Linked DNA regions of Mus musculus: region 1 is linked to region 2. The links are chromatin contacts, called in public Hi-C maps. All regions are on one chromosome and are shown on one strand. The core of a region is the stretch at or near the end of the contact, and the rest is flanking DNA. Distances in the headings are between cores, read along the strand shown. Region 1 has its middle 12 kb from the start of Gm29461. Region 2 holds the start of B230216N24Rik (RIKEN cDNA B230216N24 gene).

What was found. A called contact is a pair of places that touch in the nucleus more often than the background predicts.
Region 1: a Hi-C map of cortical neurons shows a contact between it and region 2, with 3 times the contacts expected there. The contact joins the enhancer-like site here to the promoter of B230216N24Rik in region 2. A contact is called at or near these places in 3 of 39 promoter capture datasets (liver and neutrophils) and 4 of 484 Hi-C or Micro-C datasets (the N1E-115 cell line, cortical neurons and neural progenitor cells).

What each region holds. Positions count from the first base shown.
Region 1 is chr1:98,159,537-98,164,683 of GRCm38.p6, forward strand. No RefSeq gene overlaps it. Among named protein-coding and RNA genes, the nearest start is that of Gm29461, 12 kb to the right of the region's middle. Within about 2 kb of position 2,920, at least 7 of the 459 cell types and tissues checked have an H3K27ac peak or open chromatin away from gene starts, as enhancers often do. A contact at or near this core is called in the N1E-115 cell line and cortical neurons, where this site is marked.
Region 2 is chr1:98,045,720-98,050,332 of GRCm38.p6, forward strand. B230216N24Rik (RIKEN cDNA B230216N24 gene) reads right to left here and starts at 2,074. Exons shown (of 3, transcript NR_037993.1): 1 at 1,983-2,074. The region is part of intron 1 of Pam (peptidylglycine alpha-amidating monooxygenase); the gene reads right to left. Gm24465 (a small nuclear RNA gene) reads left to right here and starts at 4,103; the gene lies at 4,103-4,209.

The DNA of each region.
Region 1 (5,147 bases), core at 1,670-4,169, 110 kb after region 2:
TTAGCACACACCACACACCACACCCATGATCTTTCTTGTCAAGACACTCCCCATCTTTTATGACCTAAGTCAGATGCCATTTATCCCACAAGGCCTAGCTTTTTGACTTCTGCCCCTCTTTAGTAAGCTCTTCCCATTCCTCTCCAGAACTCCCAACTGTCTTCTATTATATATTATGGTCAATTTTGCATTGTGGTTGACTGTAAATCTGCTTTATATTAATACGTGTTTGTATAGCATTGCTAACCAACAGGTTAGTACTTTGGATTGATTCTGCATTCTTTCACTACATTCAACTTGCTTATTTCCTGTAGATATCAATGTGCTGCAGACCTTCTTGGTCCCTTGTCTGCATGGAACATGGCTCTAGTCGCAGGTGGGCAAGGAGTCGATGGGAATTGACAGACAGACTCGACACAAGGGACTGTGGATCTGAATGTAATTTGTCAAATCGAGCATCAAACTTTTTATACAGAAGAAAATAGGGAAGTTGGGTGACACACCGACAAGGTACAAAGAGGTTACTGGATTCTTACACAAAACAGAGGAATGCAAACACGGAAGAACTGGCAGGAACCAACTGGGATAAAATTCAATGTTAACAACTGGGATCAAAAACAGCTCCACCTAAGGTCCACTTAATCTTAGAAGCCAGGGGCATGGGCTTCGTGCCCTTGCCATAGATCCTATTCTAGTCTACTGTATAGTCCACCTTCCCCCTAGGCCATTGTAAATACTTGTGTATGGGTGTAACTCAGATATCTATAGTTCTAAGTATCTACTCTGGTTCCTCTTAAAGGTCACAAACTTCCTTCTTCCTAGATAATGGTATATTTCTGTGTAGGTCAGTGACTTAGCTATCCATGCCCAAGGTCGGATCAAGGACTGCCTAGAATCTAACTTAGCTATATGTCAAAATATCAATCCTTAGGAGCACTTGTAATAAAGCAATATTAAGGGAAAGCACACAGATCCATTTACCAACTAAAGCAAGGACATTGGATCATTCTTTATACAGGATGCCACAATTCCAGGAGACTAAGTTTCCATGAACTTTTCGCCTCGGGACAGCGCCCAGGTTTTCGGGGCCTGTTGTGTGTGTCACTACTGGAGTGGATGTAGCATCAATGTGATGAGATCTTTTCCTTTTTATGCAGTCCAGCAATGGAGAAAAAGCTTTGGACAGAATAAAGTCCTATCTCTTTTCTCCTGCACCACACAAGGACATTCAATGTGCACATAAGAATGCCTTTTATACATATCTCAATGCTCTCTTTCCCTCCTACGTGCTTTTAGTTCCAGCAAAACTTTCTGCAACATAACCTTCAGTTCTATTTTGTGATGTCTGTCTTGCTTTTCTTATTTATCACATATTTTAGAATGTCATAGCAATGATGGCCTTTCTTTTTCATTGTCATTTCTCTTTTTGATAATAACAGACAGACACTTTTATTTTTTTTTTGAAGGATGGCTAACATTAGCAATCATCGTGGGACTCAGTTATGGTGAATCATCGCCCAGGACCATTGTTGTAGTGATTGTCAAAGAACCTCATTTGGTGTATTGAAATGTCAGGAGTCAGGGAAGCCTTATAATGAGTGGAATAGTAAACTTTTCTCTTTGGTAGGTTCCTGACATCTAAGCTGGAGGTGTTGAAGATGTGGGTGATTTTCTTTAGCCCTCCAGGAAGCATCTGCCCACACAGAGGAAAACAGACCAAAATGATGCAGAGATCAAGTGATGGTGACATCATCTGAGCTGTAGAATGTGCTCTGACTTACAAATCAGTAAATTTTCATTTTAATTAATCCAGCAACTTTGAGCTATATTGTATTTTTAGGTATCCCTGAATCCTTACTCATACAGAAAATTGACTTCTTCTCTAAGGCTTTCATATATGTCTTATATTACCTTTTCCTTCCCACAGATTCAAGTATTGCATAGAAAACATTTAATAATAAAAAAAAGATGTTAGCTGTATCACTTTCTTTTCTGAAAGTCAGATTAAATCTAAGGCTTGAAACAGTGCCTGTCAAAACTCAACATGTTAGAGTTGTTTATAACCTTATTTTCCTGTTTCTCATTAAGTTGATCAAGATCATAAAATTTGAGATTTAAATCCATTAAAACTGTAACTTCTAGATGCAATTATGACATCCCTCTTTGGGGGAGGGCAGGATGTCATAACTGTGTATATCTCATTTTACTATCTCTGACTGTTTTTCTCTGTGTATTATAATTCATTCCATTAAAAAATACCTAGTATAAAGATTGGGGAAAAAGGGAGAGTGGGTGGGCAGGGGAGTGGGGGTGGGTGGATATGGGGGACTTTTGGTATAGCATTGGAAATGTAAATGAGTTAAATACCTAATAAAAAATGGAAAAAAAAAAAGATTGGGTCTACTAAATCTGTTCCTGGGATATATAAAAAAACATGCAACAACAAAACAAAAACCCTTTTGAATATGCTTTGTGGCTGTCACTGATTCACAGCCTAGACTGTCAGTCTGTAAATCACTTTCAAATGGGTAAGAAGACTGTCTCTCACTCTACAATGAAAAAAGAGCCCTTGCTCCACTGTACACAGCATCTCTCAGAGTATATCTAGTAATGGACATGTAACACAAGTCTCTGGATTTCTAATGCAGGAAAGAACATTTAAATGCAATTGTTTTTAGTATAAATTGTTAAGACTAGGAGTTTAGCTGTCCACGTCTCAGGTTTTCATCTGATGCTAACTAACCGGGTAATTCAGAGTAAGCGCTGGAGCTCTCTCTCTCTCTCTGTTGTACTTTCCTCGTTGGCACTGTAAATTTCATGTGCTTTCCAACTGGAAAATTCTCCAGATTCTTTTCAAAGGAATATTTAACACATTTTAGAATCATCATTACCCAAAGCACAAAAGAGTGTGTGTGAACAAGGCAGGGGTGGGTAGAGTGTGGGGAGTAGAAGAAAGACATTTCAAGTATTCAAGTGATATTTTCTAAAATGTAGCTGGAAGAAACCCATGAGCCTTGCTTGGTCTGTAATACAAAAGATCATGTCAAATAAAAGCTTGAAGATGGCCAGTTCGCCTCATTCCTGACAAGTGTAAGCCAATTAGTCTAGAAGCTAAGTTCCAAATTGGACAAAAGTTATTTAGCCATGCAGCCATCCAGGCAAGTAATCAGGGAGAAGGTTGGTGAGCAAGACAGAGGTCACTGCACTATTCATTTTGTGCTAGAGGAAGCCAAGACGAGGCACATTTGTTTCTCCTCAGAATTACTAGATGAATTTATTAGTCACCACACACTGCACACAACTGGTTCAGGCTGCTCAATAGGTAGATTTTGTCCCAATCTCCTTTCGGGAGGTACACCCCAATTATACTCCTTGTCAGCCATTTGAGTCAGAGCTCTTTCCTAAAATTAGTTCTCAGACAAACACACAGAAAAGATTTATTTCTTTGGAGTTAATTAACAACAGTCAAAGTGAAATCAATGCTTTCCCAAGAGCAATAAAGCTACTGCCCATCAATGGAGCTGCAACTAGTAGCTTAGACCTAGAGATTTAATGGGTTCACCCTCATACTGGATCACTGTAGCCAGCGAGTCATTATGTTTAGGTAGTCCCTTACTCCTTTTGTGGTGCTGGGAAGAGGGCATGTATATGCTATGTAAGTGTTCTATCATACATATGTATGTAGATGCTTAAATAGAGATATGCTGGTATACATTGTAATAAACTGAATTGTATCCTTTCAAATTGATATGTTGAAGCTCTGACCCCCAGTATGACTGTGCTTGGAGACTTCCTTTTGCAGGGATTACTAAGGTTAAATGAGGTCACAATGTGGACTCTACATCCCATAGCCCTGAGGAAAAAAAAAAAGGGAAACTAGAGAGTTCTTCTCTGTCTTTCACAGAGAAGAAGCCACATGAAGATATAAGAAAGGTACGTCAGTTAGGACGAGAGTTTGCATGCAGTCCGATGGCACCTTGATCTTCAACTTCTAGTTAGAATAGTGAGAAAAAAGTGGTTATTACTTAAAGACACCTTGTGGTATCTGGCTATGGTAGTACAAGAAGACAGTAATATATTTATACATGTATACTACCATCTATGTATTTCCATGTCTATCAATATATTGTCTTAGTTAATTTTGTGTCACCATGATGGAGTACGCCAAGCTAGGTAATTTATAAAGAACAAAAGTAACCTCATAGTTATGAAGTTTGGGAAGACCAAGACCAAGTTACTGACACTTGGTGTGGGCTGTTTCACGGTATCCTCACTAGGCTGAAAAGGGAAGAACAACAGATGGAGAAACCTTTCTCTGTCTGGCAGAAAAGCAGAAAAGTGAAGACACACTTCTACAATTTTTTTTTTTTTTTTTTTTTTTACAGCAGCACTGGTCCATTAAGGGGCCAGAGTCGATGGGTCTTATTTCCCATTGGGTCTTATTTCTGAATACTTATTTGGGGGTTAGGTTTCCAACACATAGTCTTGGGTATATGTTCAGAGTATGATATTTGTCATCTATGTATCTACGTGTATCTAGGCATCTATTTATCTCTATCTATCTATCTATCTATCTATCTATCTATCTATCATCCATATCTATCTATCTATCTATCTATCTATCTATCTATCTATCTATCTATCTATCTATCATTATCTTACTATCATCTACCTATCAATCAATCAATCAATCAATCAACCAATCTGTCTATCTAATACTTTTACACAACTGAAAATTACTCATTTCTTTTTTTCTTCTTTTCCCAGTTTTCTTCTATTTTGTACCTCACAGAGAGGTGTTATGTATATACTAATATTAAATTTCAAAATAAGGTTGAAATTAAATGCATGGTTTCCCAAAGAATGTTCTATTATCCAGTGTGCTGTTAACAAGCTACATAGTTCTCAATGTAAAAACCAATGTGAGGATCACTCTAGAAGCTGTCACAAGCTCAGGTCTTTTCTAGGTGTTTCATCAAAAGCCTTAGATGAAATCAGTAAAGAGGGTGTGATTTCAAAACAGGTCACCTAGAACATCTTCTAAAATGCTCTTTCTTCATTAACTTCAGAAAAAGAATCACCCCACCAGGCTTGTGATATTGCCAGATGTTAACCTCTGAGGCTTTGTTGTATGTTGCTTAGATATA
Region 2 (4,613 bases), core at 824-3,323:
TTTCTGACTCCTCCCAACATGAGCTTTCAGTCTTCTCTAGATGTTTATTTACACATCTATTTTCTCCATACAATGTCCTGGAATTTTTTTTTTTTTTGGATTTTCTTCCAGTTATCTGTCTTGTGAGAGCCGACATAATCATCTTTCTGCCATGTCTCATGCATATCTCATTTACCTCAAGCTGTCAAGTCTTTAGACTTGGCATCTCCACGCTTCAGCAAGAACAAATGTAACTGTTAAACTTAAAACTTTCATTATGACACGAAAATAAAAGAGACCCTCTCCTAAGGCAATTTTAAAGATCACTCTTCCTGAATAGCCTGGGACTGCTTCTAACTCAAACAGGAAGAAGGCTGGACTCCTGAAGTGTATTTTCCCCAGAGTATGGCTAGCACGGTCAAGTTGGAAAATGACTATTTTCAACTTTTAAAGTTGAAACTGAATATATATTTTAAACTGTGAATTCAGTTAGCTAATGAATTAGGTTGTATTGCTGCAAACATGAGCAGAAAAAAATAAGATAAAATTTAGCATGAAGCGTATTAGTTTTATTTCTAACACAAGCATTATGAGTGTATTTCAATAAGAGATTTTACAAGTATGGTATCAGTTTAGGTTGAGTCAATTTCTTCAACATTTACTCTACTGTAATGTAGATGAATTTGCTTCTACTTATGAGAATCAGTTTCTAATAGCAATTAATGAATAACTTATTAAACACAAGGGCAAGTATAATTTAACACTGTTTTAATATAGTTTCAAGACTGGGAAAATTCAAAGAATAAACACTTATGATACATATGACACATCCTTCAGTTCCAAGGAGCTGAATGTAACTTTTAGTATGGCTTTATACTCTTACAACCATTATTTCTTACTTACTCTTTATAGAAACCTACATCTAGCATTAATGTTCCATTAACATAATTTCCCAGAAACAAATTATATAGACCATATTCCACGGTATTCTAAAAATACAAGACTCTAGAAATAAACAGTCTAAACCACTTCTTGTCCCTGTCAACTAAGCCATGCGCCTGACTTCTATACAGAACAAAGGTTCAGCTTCCTGAAGGATGGGTAGTCTCTGTACGAGCCATTCTCAAGCCCCTGTCCTCTCGCGAAGCTATTTACTAACAGTTAGAAATCACCCTTTTCTACTCTCCTTAAAGCTCACTACCAGATGTACTGAAATTGTTTACTGGGGATCCAGGGAAGGAACCACAGGCAGAATGCGTGGTGTGGTGATGGAGAAGAGAGGTCTATGGATTTCTTGATGAGACAGTTTGGGGGAGAAAAGCTGAAACAGAAAACTAACTTCCAGAAGGGACTCTTCACTCATAGCTCTCCCCCTGACACCATAAGAGACTGCACAGTCCTCTTTGCAGAGATGTGAAGACAAATGCTCAGCCTCAGGAAGGGAGGCATACGTAAGTATTTCATCAAGCACCAAGTTCACTCCTCTGCAATATTAGAAACATATGGAAGTAGGATTGAAGTATGCAATTATGACTGTCAGTAGACACTGAACTTCCGACAATACCTTCCCATATCCTGTTATTATCACTTAAGATGGATAAAATATCAGTAAAAAAATGTATAATTCACATACTTTCTAAGAGCCTTAGCTGCCCTATGACACCTGTAAAAAATATGTTAAGTTTTTTTTTTTTTTATGGAATGCAAACAGTTTAAAAGGAAAGCTATAGTGTGCATGCTGGTTTCGCTTATCAGGGGGTAAGAGGTATTACATTGTGCATTCACAGTGATTTTTATAAGCCCACCCCTACATGTGAACACACATATGCACACATACACATAATATATAGGAAAATTTTAGCCAATCCCCGACAACAGATTTATAGCTTGTTCCTATATATTATGTTTCAGTTAGAAGTATATTTTAGAACACAAGAAACCTAAAGCAAAATAATAGAGACATTTGGTAATTCTTATAATAGTATATTAAACAAAGCACTTACCCTCCATTGCTAATCACACTGGCAGGAGAGCAACAGGAGAGGGGCTTTATTGTGGGATGAATCATCCCCACGTAGATGCTCTGAGCAACCCGTGTATGCATACTGACATCATCAGGAGAGACTTGGAGGCAGAGGCTACTATGGTAACGGAGCAATGTGCTGGGAGACAGCCGCCTTTAATTGCTTTAACAACTTCCTGGGGCTCAAGCGACCAGGCTTGGATTTGCTAAGTAGGAAAGGAAGGTTGTCACAGAGGCAGCAACTGTGACGCAGAGCAGAAGAACTCAGTGAATTCTGGAATTACTAATTTCAGCATGACTTCTTAATGGCAAATGTCATTACACCGTTCCATTGGCAACATCCTTTTCACACACAGAGCTCTAAGGAAGGCATAGGTCAATACCCAATGCTCCGAGGTAACAGAAGTCTAGCTTCATATATAATTCTCTCACTTAACAAGCATTAATATTATTGCATTACAAATATCCTTTTCCTTGAGAGTGAATGCTTGATTCACTTTGAAAAGAAAGCCCACATCTGTGCCTTAGGATGTCTGCATGCTGATAACAATGACAACTGATTCTTTCTATTTATTTCTCTGGAAGGTGGCAGCTGTGGGTCCATTAATCTCTGAGCTCCACTAAATCCTTGCCAACAGGTCACTTATGCAGAAAACACCTCCAGGGAAATGGCTAGTTATTACACCCTGATAAAATCAGCCAGGAAAGCAGGACTTGATGCTACAGTTTTCTTGGTGAAGTCGTCTGTGTCAAAGGCAGAATAAATTCTATTGTAATGATGCCCTTCCCTGGAAAGCCACACAGAACATAAAGCTTTCCTTTGAACTCTTTGTTCTTCCTTGCCTCTGCCACCCATGCTGAAGAGAACACAAGCCCTTTTAACAACACCAGGTTTAGAGTAATTGCTGAAAATAACCATGTGCCAGCGTCAAACTGAGGCTATAATGATATCCTCTGCTTATCTGATCGGTTGCAACACTTTAATAAGTATATAATTTATCATCTGTAGTATGAAAACTATTGTTTTCTCTCCCGTGCATATTTGATTGACATGTTTTTCAACAATACCGGGATCTAATTTTTATTGTAACTACTGCAATTGTAAGGATAAGCAAGAAAGTGGGCAGGTCTTCCTTAAGACAGTCACAGCACAATATAAACTGAAGGTTGTCACTCTGTACTATATACTTAGATCTTAGCTCTTTCAAAGGCACTATTATTATCTCTATTTCAATTTAGATGATGCCACGCCTGCCTCTTAATGTTTCCTTTGTAAGTAAACAGTTTACAAATGTCTAACCAGACCAGTGGCTTCAAAAACAGTAAATGGAATAGAACAGTACCAATTTCCAATCTGAAAAAAATATAGAGGTTTTTTTTGAACCTAATTGACAAGTTGGGGGGTTCTCACTCCTGTAGAGCTTGAGAAAAAATGAGAGCAGAATTGTAACATGTAGTCTCAGGAAAACATAGCATGCCATTAAGTCAGTTAACGAGAGAGAGCTTTCCAATCAAGCTTCCGTTCTTTCATCTGTGCTTTCTGAGATCCTGTTTGAAAAGCAAAACAGACCAAGTTCAGCAAGATGGTAGGTAAGCAGGAGTACTACTGAGAGCCAAGGAGATGGCTGGTCAAGTCTGTTGCTTGATACTGAGCTCTGACAACCTGAGCATCCCAGACCTGTATGGTGGAAGGAGAGAGCCAACTCCTGAAAACTGTTATCTTGCTTCCTTGCTTTCACATGCATGCTATAGCATGCACACGTGCTCATGTGCATGTACACACCATATACACTAAGTATAAAAAACATATTGCTCTACACATATGGCATGATTTAAAAAAAAAAAACCCACAACAACAACATCTGTTGGATTGAGGATATAGCTGATAGGTAGAATGCTTGTGTAATATTCATGAGGGCCTCTGAATTCAATCCCTCGTGCTCATAACTGTGTGTGCCAGCTCATCTTTGTAATCCCAGAAATCAGGAGGTAAATCAGGAGGCTCAGTAGTTCAAGGTCATTGAAGCTAGCCTGACCTTTATAAAATCACATCTCAAACTGTTTCTGTTTATATGAATATACACTGAAAAGTATCTAGAAGTGCTCACTTTGGCAGCACATATACTAAAATTGGAACAATACAGAGACGATTAGCATGGCCCCTGCGCAAGGATGGCATGCAAATTTGTTAAGCATTCCATAGTTTTCAGTCCCATGGAGGGAGCAGCAGTGTCAACAGGCCAGACTCCCTGCCCCGCCTCCAAGAGCTCCCCGAGACTGGACCACCAACTGAAGAGTACACATGGAACGATCCATGGCACTGGCCACATATGTGGTCGAGGATGGCCTTGTTGGACATCAGTGGGAGGAGAAGTCCTTGGGTCTGATGGGGTTTGATGCCCCAGTGTAGGGGAATGCCAGGGCAGGAGGACGGGAGTTGGTGGGTGGGGGAGCACCCTCATGGAGGCGGGGGGGGGGATGGGATACAGGGTTTCCCAAAGGGGAGACCTGGAAAGGGGAAAACATTTGAAATGTAAATAAAGATAAACATCTAATTTTTTAAAAAAGTATCTAGAAGGTGTACCACACACAAATGTTAGGAGTGACACTT